Linked DNA regions of Gossypium raimondii: region 1 is linked to region 2. A link is a contact called in public Hi-C data. All regions are on one chromosome and are shown on one strand. Each heading gives the region's core, a stretch centred on a gene start, on an enhancer-like site or on the middle of the called end of the contact. The rest is flanking DNA. Distances are from core to core; before and after follow the strand shown. Region 1 holds the start of LOC105791305 (protein HLB1). Region 2 has its middle 8.0 kb from the start of LOC105791300.

Region 1 (4,051 bases), core at 1,211-3,710, 240 kb before region 2:
CCTGGGGGCTATTCCAGTTGAGCTGGACAGCTTTTTCATAGTTTTTTGTTGCCTGAAAACCCATAACAATAGGATTAGGCTCTATCAAAGTAAAGGACAAGGCTTTTATTACTACAGCAAGGCATTCCTTTGAAAACACCAAGGATTTCTACACAGCACGACCACAAGGACAATGTGTTTCAGCACTAACTTCCAGAATGACTGTATACCAAAACTCCAAAGTAAAATCCAGTTCCATGGCTCTTTGGCCTTACTAAAGTAGATTATATAACATCATGCAGCTAACATGAAACATAAGGAGGAAACAAGATCTTATCCACACATGGAAAAGGTTTTCCATGACAAGACACCAAAATTTGCCGATAAAGGACTAGTATTGTTCATACAAAAGTCTAGCATGACTAAGATATCAAAATTATATAGTAAGAACCTGCTCCCATAGTTCTTCAGCCTCTTTGGTCCGACCACGCATTTTTGCTCGATCAGAGATTGCTATAGCCCAGTTGTAGAAAGCCTGTCATGCAATGAAATTGCATCAAAGTCATGAATGAATATCACTAGTGTATATATTATACAGCTCTACACTTATTTCAGTAAATTCTGTTGTGCATTCAGTTTCTTATCTGGCTTATGCACTCTGAGCAGTCATCATGCCTTTTTTAACTGAAATGGAACTTAAAAAAACCAAAAGATCAGAGTAATGCAATGGATCATCAGCAACATGAACAAGCACACATACATCATGAAGTGTTGGGCAAAGACGAGTAGCCTCGTCATACTTTTTACAAGCCTCCTCTAGCAAGGCATCTTTAGAAGGTGAAGTAGAATCTGGACTAACATTATCTGCACTTTCCTGCAAGCCAAATAAGAACAGAAAGGACATGATATGAGAATCTGCAGCATTTTGCAACCATTACAATATGCTTAAATTGACAATGTTAAGGAGGCTGCACTTGCTGTATAATAATAAGACATGATAATCATTCTGAATGATGTTAAGCTAACATCAACATTAACCAGTATCTCAAACCTGAAGAACCAATGCCCAATTGTAGAGAGCGTCATAATCTTCTGGGTTTCTCTCCAGTGCAGTAGCATACCTACAAAATTTGACTGAAAATCGGTACTATTGAATAGCAGACTCTAAAGCAGCAACATATCAAGCTCGATATGGAAGTAAAGTGTGAAAAGTGTATAAAAACAAGATGACAGTACCTCCTGGCAGCATATACAAGAATCCGTTGACGAGACCTGCCTTCCTCATCCGTACCAGTGACACTATTGATCAACTCCATTGCAGCATTATTTTGGTAGGACTGACGTTGCGTGTTTTCTTGACTGAAGCATATATAAATCATGGAGTAGACAATGGTATCATTCACAAGCAGAAGAAACAAGGATCACATCATATTTATTCCAACAAGACTAGGAAACCTTTACTGCATGAATGGCGGCATATGAAAAAGAACATAAACTGAATTCTATAAAGTGAAAAATCCCAAAACCAAGGGTTCCTTCATCGAAGTTGGAAAAGATTAAGATTACAATTGATGCCGAACTTGAAATTCAGAACTAATTTAATGACTCAAAAGCAGGAAAAAAAATCTAATTGCATCTGAAGTTCAAAGATAACGAGCTTCTAACATAACAATCACGTTCAAGAGTAATGGAAGACCTTTGATCGGAGAGCAGTTGCGCATCCATGCAATTAATGAAAATGAACTCGTAGACTAAAAGGAAGAGTACGCCTTAATTGCATCTAGTAGTTTGCCAATAGACAATCAAGAATCAAAATTCTGTAACTTCTCTATTCGGGATATAAAAGAGAAACAGCATAATTTTAGGTTCAGTTGAAACTCGAAGAATTCTTCACATTTAATTGAGGAGACGAATCAACGGGGAGCTTCAAAGATCGAAAGATTTGTACGTTGAAATCTCGTTAAATCCAATTACAAATTAAAGAGTGTAATTTTTTGATCAACTGAAACTCGAAAAGAAAAGGAAAAAAGAAAGTACCTGTAAGGAGACCCTGCATCATCTTCGTCGCTTTTCAATTCACTTAGCAATTCTCTCATCGTGAAAGTCCGGTTCTCCTCATCTTTACGCCGCCCTGGAGGAGCAACTTGGTCGGTTGAAGCTTGTTTGGTCGTCTCATTCGATTGGATCGAGCTCTCATTGTTCGGCTCCGGCTTCGGATCGGCATCAGTTACTACAGGTTCCGGTTTCAGCTCCTCTTCCGGTTGTTGTTCAGGTTGAGATTCTACTTTCAATTCCGATTCCGGTTCGGGTTCGGGTCGGGGTTGTGGCTGGAAACCATTTTGAAGTTCGGATCCCTCAGTCGTTTCGGACATAGCGTTGAACGAGAGATTTGCGTGCAACGCCAAAGCCGAATCCAAGAAGATCTGAAAGATATATCAAGAAGAGAGAGAACAAGAAAATATAGCGTGTTGAAGCCAAGGTCCAATGCAAAAAAGGAAGTTACTTCAGCCGGGCCGTAAGAAGTCGCAGTAAAAGTAAAACATGGTAAGCTACTATGTAAGAGTACAACTGTTATTTTCAAATGCCAGGATTCCTCCCTCATTACTAAATTTTAATGTATTGAAACCTAAGGTCGCAGGGTGGTGTTGACCATTTTCCGAAATAATGATTATTAAAAAACCTAAATTTTGAACACGATATTAAGCTTAAAAAAATATAATTAAGTTGGTTTAAAAAAATGATTCGGGCATAGCTTTTATATTCAAAACCAAAATACAACATTTCTTGTGTAATTTATATGATGGCAAATGAAATATACTTATAATTTAAATATTAATTTTTTAGAAATTTAATTAAAAATATATAATAGTTATAATTATATAATCGTTAAATATTAAATAAAAATTATTTTTAAAATAAATAATATATATATATATATATATATATGAAAGTGCAAAAGAGCTTAAATGAATTATTTATAAATATGGGTGAGTTTAGTTAAAATTTAAAATTCATATTTTTCTAAGTTAAAATTGAGAAATTATTATAATATTAATATTATGGGCCTAATTCAAGCTCAACTCAACCCATAAATTCCTTTATGGAACATAAATTCCTTTATGGAAGTAATAATGTTTATGTAAGATTTTTACTTAAGGAGCATTTGTTTCATGAAAAATTATTTATGAAATTTTTTTCATAATTTTGTGTTTGGTTAATGACAAATAACGTGATGGATGAAGTTAATTAGTCAATTACAATAAACCCTTTTTATGCAAGTTGTCTTCTTTTAAGAATTTTTGAAAAAAGCTCAATTATAAATAAAAAGTTTTAGATAATAATTTACTTGAACCGAGCTAAATATTAATATATTATAATAAAATTTTATTTTAAATTTTAGAAATGTTAAACTATTGATCTCAAATTATACTTTTCAATATTATTAAATATATATTTATATTTACATTTAATAGTACATAATAAATTATTAATATAGTTAATGCAATTTATTATTTTAATTAAATTATTTATTATTTTAATTAAATTATTTAATATTAAATAAATTCTAATAATAATAATAAATTTAAATTTAGAAAGTATTCTTACTATACTGTTAAAAATTTTATATTAATATTTTAATAATAATTATATGAAATATGATTTATAAACATTTAGCGATGTTTTACAATATAAATATGAATATTAATAATATAAATATGAGTATTTTTAAAACTTTACTTACTTTCATTTATTCCTTCCAATTTCAGTGAACTATTATCCATATTACATATATAACTTTAAGTTTAAGTTTTAATTAGTCATTGATTATTATTAAGCCTATAAAGATAGGGTAAACTACAAAAATGGTCACTTTTGTTTGCCTTAAATTACATATTAGTCACTTATGTTTGAAATGTTATGTTTTAGTCACTTATGTTATTGTTTTGTTACGAAGTGGTCACTCTACCGTTAAACTCTGTTACCTCCTTAACGACAGTCCTACATGGCAGTCTAAATGGGTTTTAAATGCCAACTTGGATGTCTAGTTGCTAGGATAAAAATAAGTTTTTAA
Region 2 (3,823 bases), core at 968-3,467:
GAAGAGAGGTCGTTCATGACAAGAATATGAGACCTAAAAAAAATGATAATGGTTCATATTTCAGGGGAAGTTTTTAAATGAATTAAACTCCACTGGTTTTTTCGTATTTGCACTTAATTATTTTTATCTTGAAAATTTTAATACTACATGGTGATAACACATAGTTATAAATATAGTAAAAAGGAGGATTTTGGTGGTGATTAGATGATAAGAAAGTGAGGGAAATTTTGAGGGTTTTTTACTGGAAGAAAGAAAGAAGAAAGATGAAGGAAAAGTAGGCTTGAAAAACGAAAAATAAGAAAAGAAAAGAAAAAGGGAAGAGGATGGAAAATAAAAAAGAAAAAAAAATTAAAAAGTGGTATAAGAGATGCCACGTGGAATGAAAAATTAATATCACTAGTCTCAAGTACCAATCTTTTAGTGAAGCTTACATCATCATTGTTTTGGAACAGAGGTTATGAAGACATTAATGTGTTTTCTTTTTTGGACAATTAATGTGTTTTTTTAATGAAATTGGGGATTTATTGCTGGCAGTAAAAATAAAAATCAGAAGTAATAATTAAAAAAAAAGTTTATTGGTTAAAATAGTTCAATCGAAAATAACTTTGATATGAAAAATAAAAAAAATTTATATATGAAATAGAATTAACTAAAATACATTTAATGGAGTATAATTTAATTGTGGTATTTTTACTGTGTCATGCATTGTGTTTTGTGTAGGTGGCGAGTATTCCTTGTCCAATTTTGAGGTTTTGGGTTGTCATCTAGGGAAATTTGGTGGCGATATCCAGGAGGTTTCTGCTATAGTACTAAGCTAGAAGCACGAAGAGGGTGTTGTAGGCTTAGTTTCCTATGATTGTAGTTTTGAAATTTAACGTGTATGGGATCTGCATGCAGAAGGAATGATATTTTCTGGTAGCTCCAGACTGGATGTTATTCACAAAGTAACATTTACAATAAATAACCAAATCTGGCCTATGTCTAATTTCTAGTTGCTAGGAGTTTAGAATGGTTATAATTTCAAATCATCTTTGAATAGATGGTAATTTCATTTCTTGGAAAAACAAAAATGGTACTTTTGTCCCAGTAAATTTGTACCTGTCCTTCCAAATTAAAGAACAAAAAAAAATTAGAAAAAGGAGAAATTGTCCTATCTGACTAACGCACTTATATCCACCGCCAATTTCCCCCATGGTGGGCCTAGCTAACTAATTGAAAAGGTCCATGTGTTCACCTCTCTTATTTTCAATCCATATAGGAAAAACGTCCCCCACCTAGACCAATAAATTTTTGGATTATTCATGAAGTGATATGTCTCAAATTGAAATTATGATTAAGTCTTTATGAAGAAACTGCGTGATAATCCATTTAAATAGCTAAATTTTCTTTAAATTTATTTTTAAGATCAAGTCTCGACAATTATTACATTCAAATTAAATTAAATTTTCAAGCAAACACCTCGTTTTTAAGATCAAGTCAAACGACTTTTGGTGATAAATGATAAATCTACCGAATTCTATTATTTAATTTTGTTTTACATGATAAATGATTAATTCTTGTTCTCAATCTTATTCCTTGTTTAGTTAATATTACTAAATACAAGTTCTTCAAAACTTTCAACCATTGAAAGCATTAGATAATTGCTCTAATCTCTTACCATTTTGCATCATTTAGGTTTTTAAAAGAGTGTTTTCCTTATGGTAGACACTAAATTTTGATGGATTGGACTATGAATTATTTTTGGGTGTAATTATTTTGATTTTAAGATTAAATTGTTATTAATTTGATTTGAAATAAGGGCTAGATTAATTAATTTGAAATCAATTTTAAATATTTTTAAAATTTAATTTAATTTACTTTGGAGTGGGTGGATATTTGGATATCGATGATGATAAAACCAAGTTTTTGTTTTAAATAAAATTAAAATTTGCTTTTAGAAAATTAAAGAAAATCAAAACCCAAATCTATTTGAAATTTTATTTTGGAAATTATTGTTTTCAAATTTGTCTTAAAACCTCAAATTGATTTTATCTTTTAGAATTACTTTCAAAGTCCAAATCCTTTCTAATTTGTTAAAGCCAAGAGCCAATTTTGAAGTGTTTTTAAAGCCCAATATATTTTTTAAGGTCCCGTTCCAATGGAAGCCCATTTTGCAGCCCAAGTCTAGACGTAGGCCCAAAGCCCATTCCAGTTTCCAGTTTGAAGTGTGAGGAAATTCAAAATTTTCTCAACCAATCACATTGCAGCAATACAATTACACAAATAGTCGGAACACAGTATCGTGATTAAAAAATGAAAGGCTAAACCAAGATACAAGAAACAAAAACAAAAACTCAGACACCCTAAAAGAAAAAGCAGGGAGGTCCCTTTGTGTTTTTGAGATTTTTTTAGGACCTCTACATTTTTAAATTTCACCCAAAGTCCCTTCCTGTTTTCTGAGGACCTCCGCCTTTCTAAATAACAATATTAGTCCCTATTCTTTTCAATTTAATTCAAAATTTGAAATCTTTGGTGGGAAAAATTGCCAGCTAAATCCCTCTGTTTTTTTTTTATATTTTCTTAAAAAATTTAAGCCTTTTATTTTAATTTTAAGTTAGTCCTTTTTCCTTTTTTATATGATTTGAATTTAAAATTTTAATTTCTAAAGGAACATTTTTTTATATTTTACTTATTAAAATCAATTTTTGTGTATTTGCAATTTCATTTTTTATCATGCATATTTTGAATGTGTTTATTGGTATATTTCACACTATTTTTATTATGAGTTAATATTTGATATATTAAAAGTGTAGTTTTTTTAATTACACAAATAATTTTAAAAATTGATATTTTGAGGATATTTTGATAGTTTGTTGTTGATAAGTTTAGATCTAGAAGTTAAGTTGTTTTTATATTTGATTTGTTTAGGTTTTAAATTTATGTGTTTAGATCCAATTTAGGTGCTCTATAGATTTTAAGTTTTCAATTGTGAGTTTTAATTACAATTTTAGATCTTTAGCTCAATTAGATTTCAATTGTAAATTTATATGACATTTTAGAGTGTTTTAGTTTAAATTAAAATTTTGTTTTAAAATTCAATCAAATTAGATTTTTTTATTTTAAGTTCAATTAGATTTTAAGTTTAAATTTCATATTTGGATTAGATCTAGATTAATTAGTTTTCAATTTTAGAATTTTAGGTTTTAAAACTTCTTCAATTTTTGCTTAGTTTTAGAAATTTTAAATGTTTAGGATTTGATGACTTCAATTAGATTTCTAAGTTAAATTAGATTCATTTCATTTTAGTCTTTGGAATTTTAAATATTAGGCTTTAATAAATTAAATTAGACTTTAGAGTTTAATTCTTATGTTTTCATTAGATTTATTTTTCTATTTTAATTTAGAATTTAGACATCAATAGTATGTGGATTTAATTTTTCTTTTGGTTTTAGATTTTAAATATTGGATTTTTAGAATTTTTTAATTTTAAGTGTTAATTGTAACACCCTATATTCGATTTCGTTGCCAAGCCCGAATATCAGAATGTCACACAACCGTCTCATTGTCTAACACAACAAGTAAAAGCTCATTAACAAGACATCCATCATTTTATAGTTCGTATAGGTTTTAAGCCAATCATATTTGTTCGCTATCATTAGTACATGCTAATCTTATATCAATTAGTCTTATAAACCTATTTAAACATGCATATGACCCGTTTAGAAAAATTCTCAAAATGTGTTCCTTAGGTATTAATATTGACAGTAGGGTATCGATATTTTCTTTAAGTGGTATCGATAACACCTAGAAAAATGATACCAAACTTGCATTCTGTTTCTCATTT

Evidence for each region. A called contact is a pair of places that touch in the nucleus more often than the background predicts.
Region 1: a Hi-C map of leaf shows a contact between it and region 2, with 1.8 times the contacts expected there. The contact joins the promoter of LOC105791305 here to the enhancer-like site in region 2. A contact is called at or near these places in 2 of 2 Hi-C or Micro-C datasets (both in leaf).

The regions. Positions count from the first base shown.
Region 1 is chr8:35,136,130-35,140,180 of ASM2569854v1, reverse strand. LOC105791305 (protein HLB1) reads right to left here and starts at 2,460. Exons shown (of 14, transcript XM_012619322.2): 1 at 2,017-2,460; 2 at 1,216-1,338; 3 at 1,031-1,100; 4 at 740-853; 5 at 431-514; 6 at 2-52. The coding sequence starts at 2,351.
Region 2 is chr8:34,900,080-34,903,902 of ASM2569854v1, reverse strand. No RefSeq gene overlaps it. Among protein-coding and RNA genes, the nearest start is that of LOC105791300, 8.0 kb to the left of the region's middle. Within about 2 kb of position 2,217, the one cell type or tissue checked has open chromatin away from gene starts, as enhancers often do. A contact at or near this core is called in leaf, where this site is marked.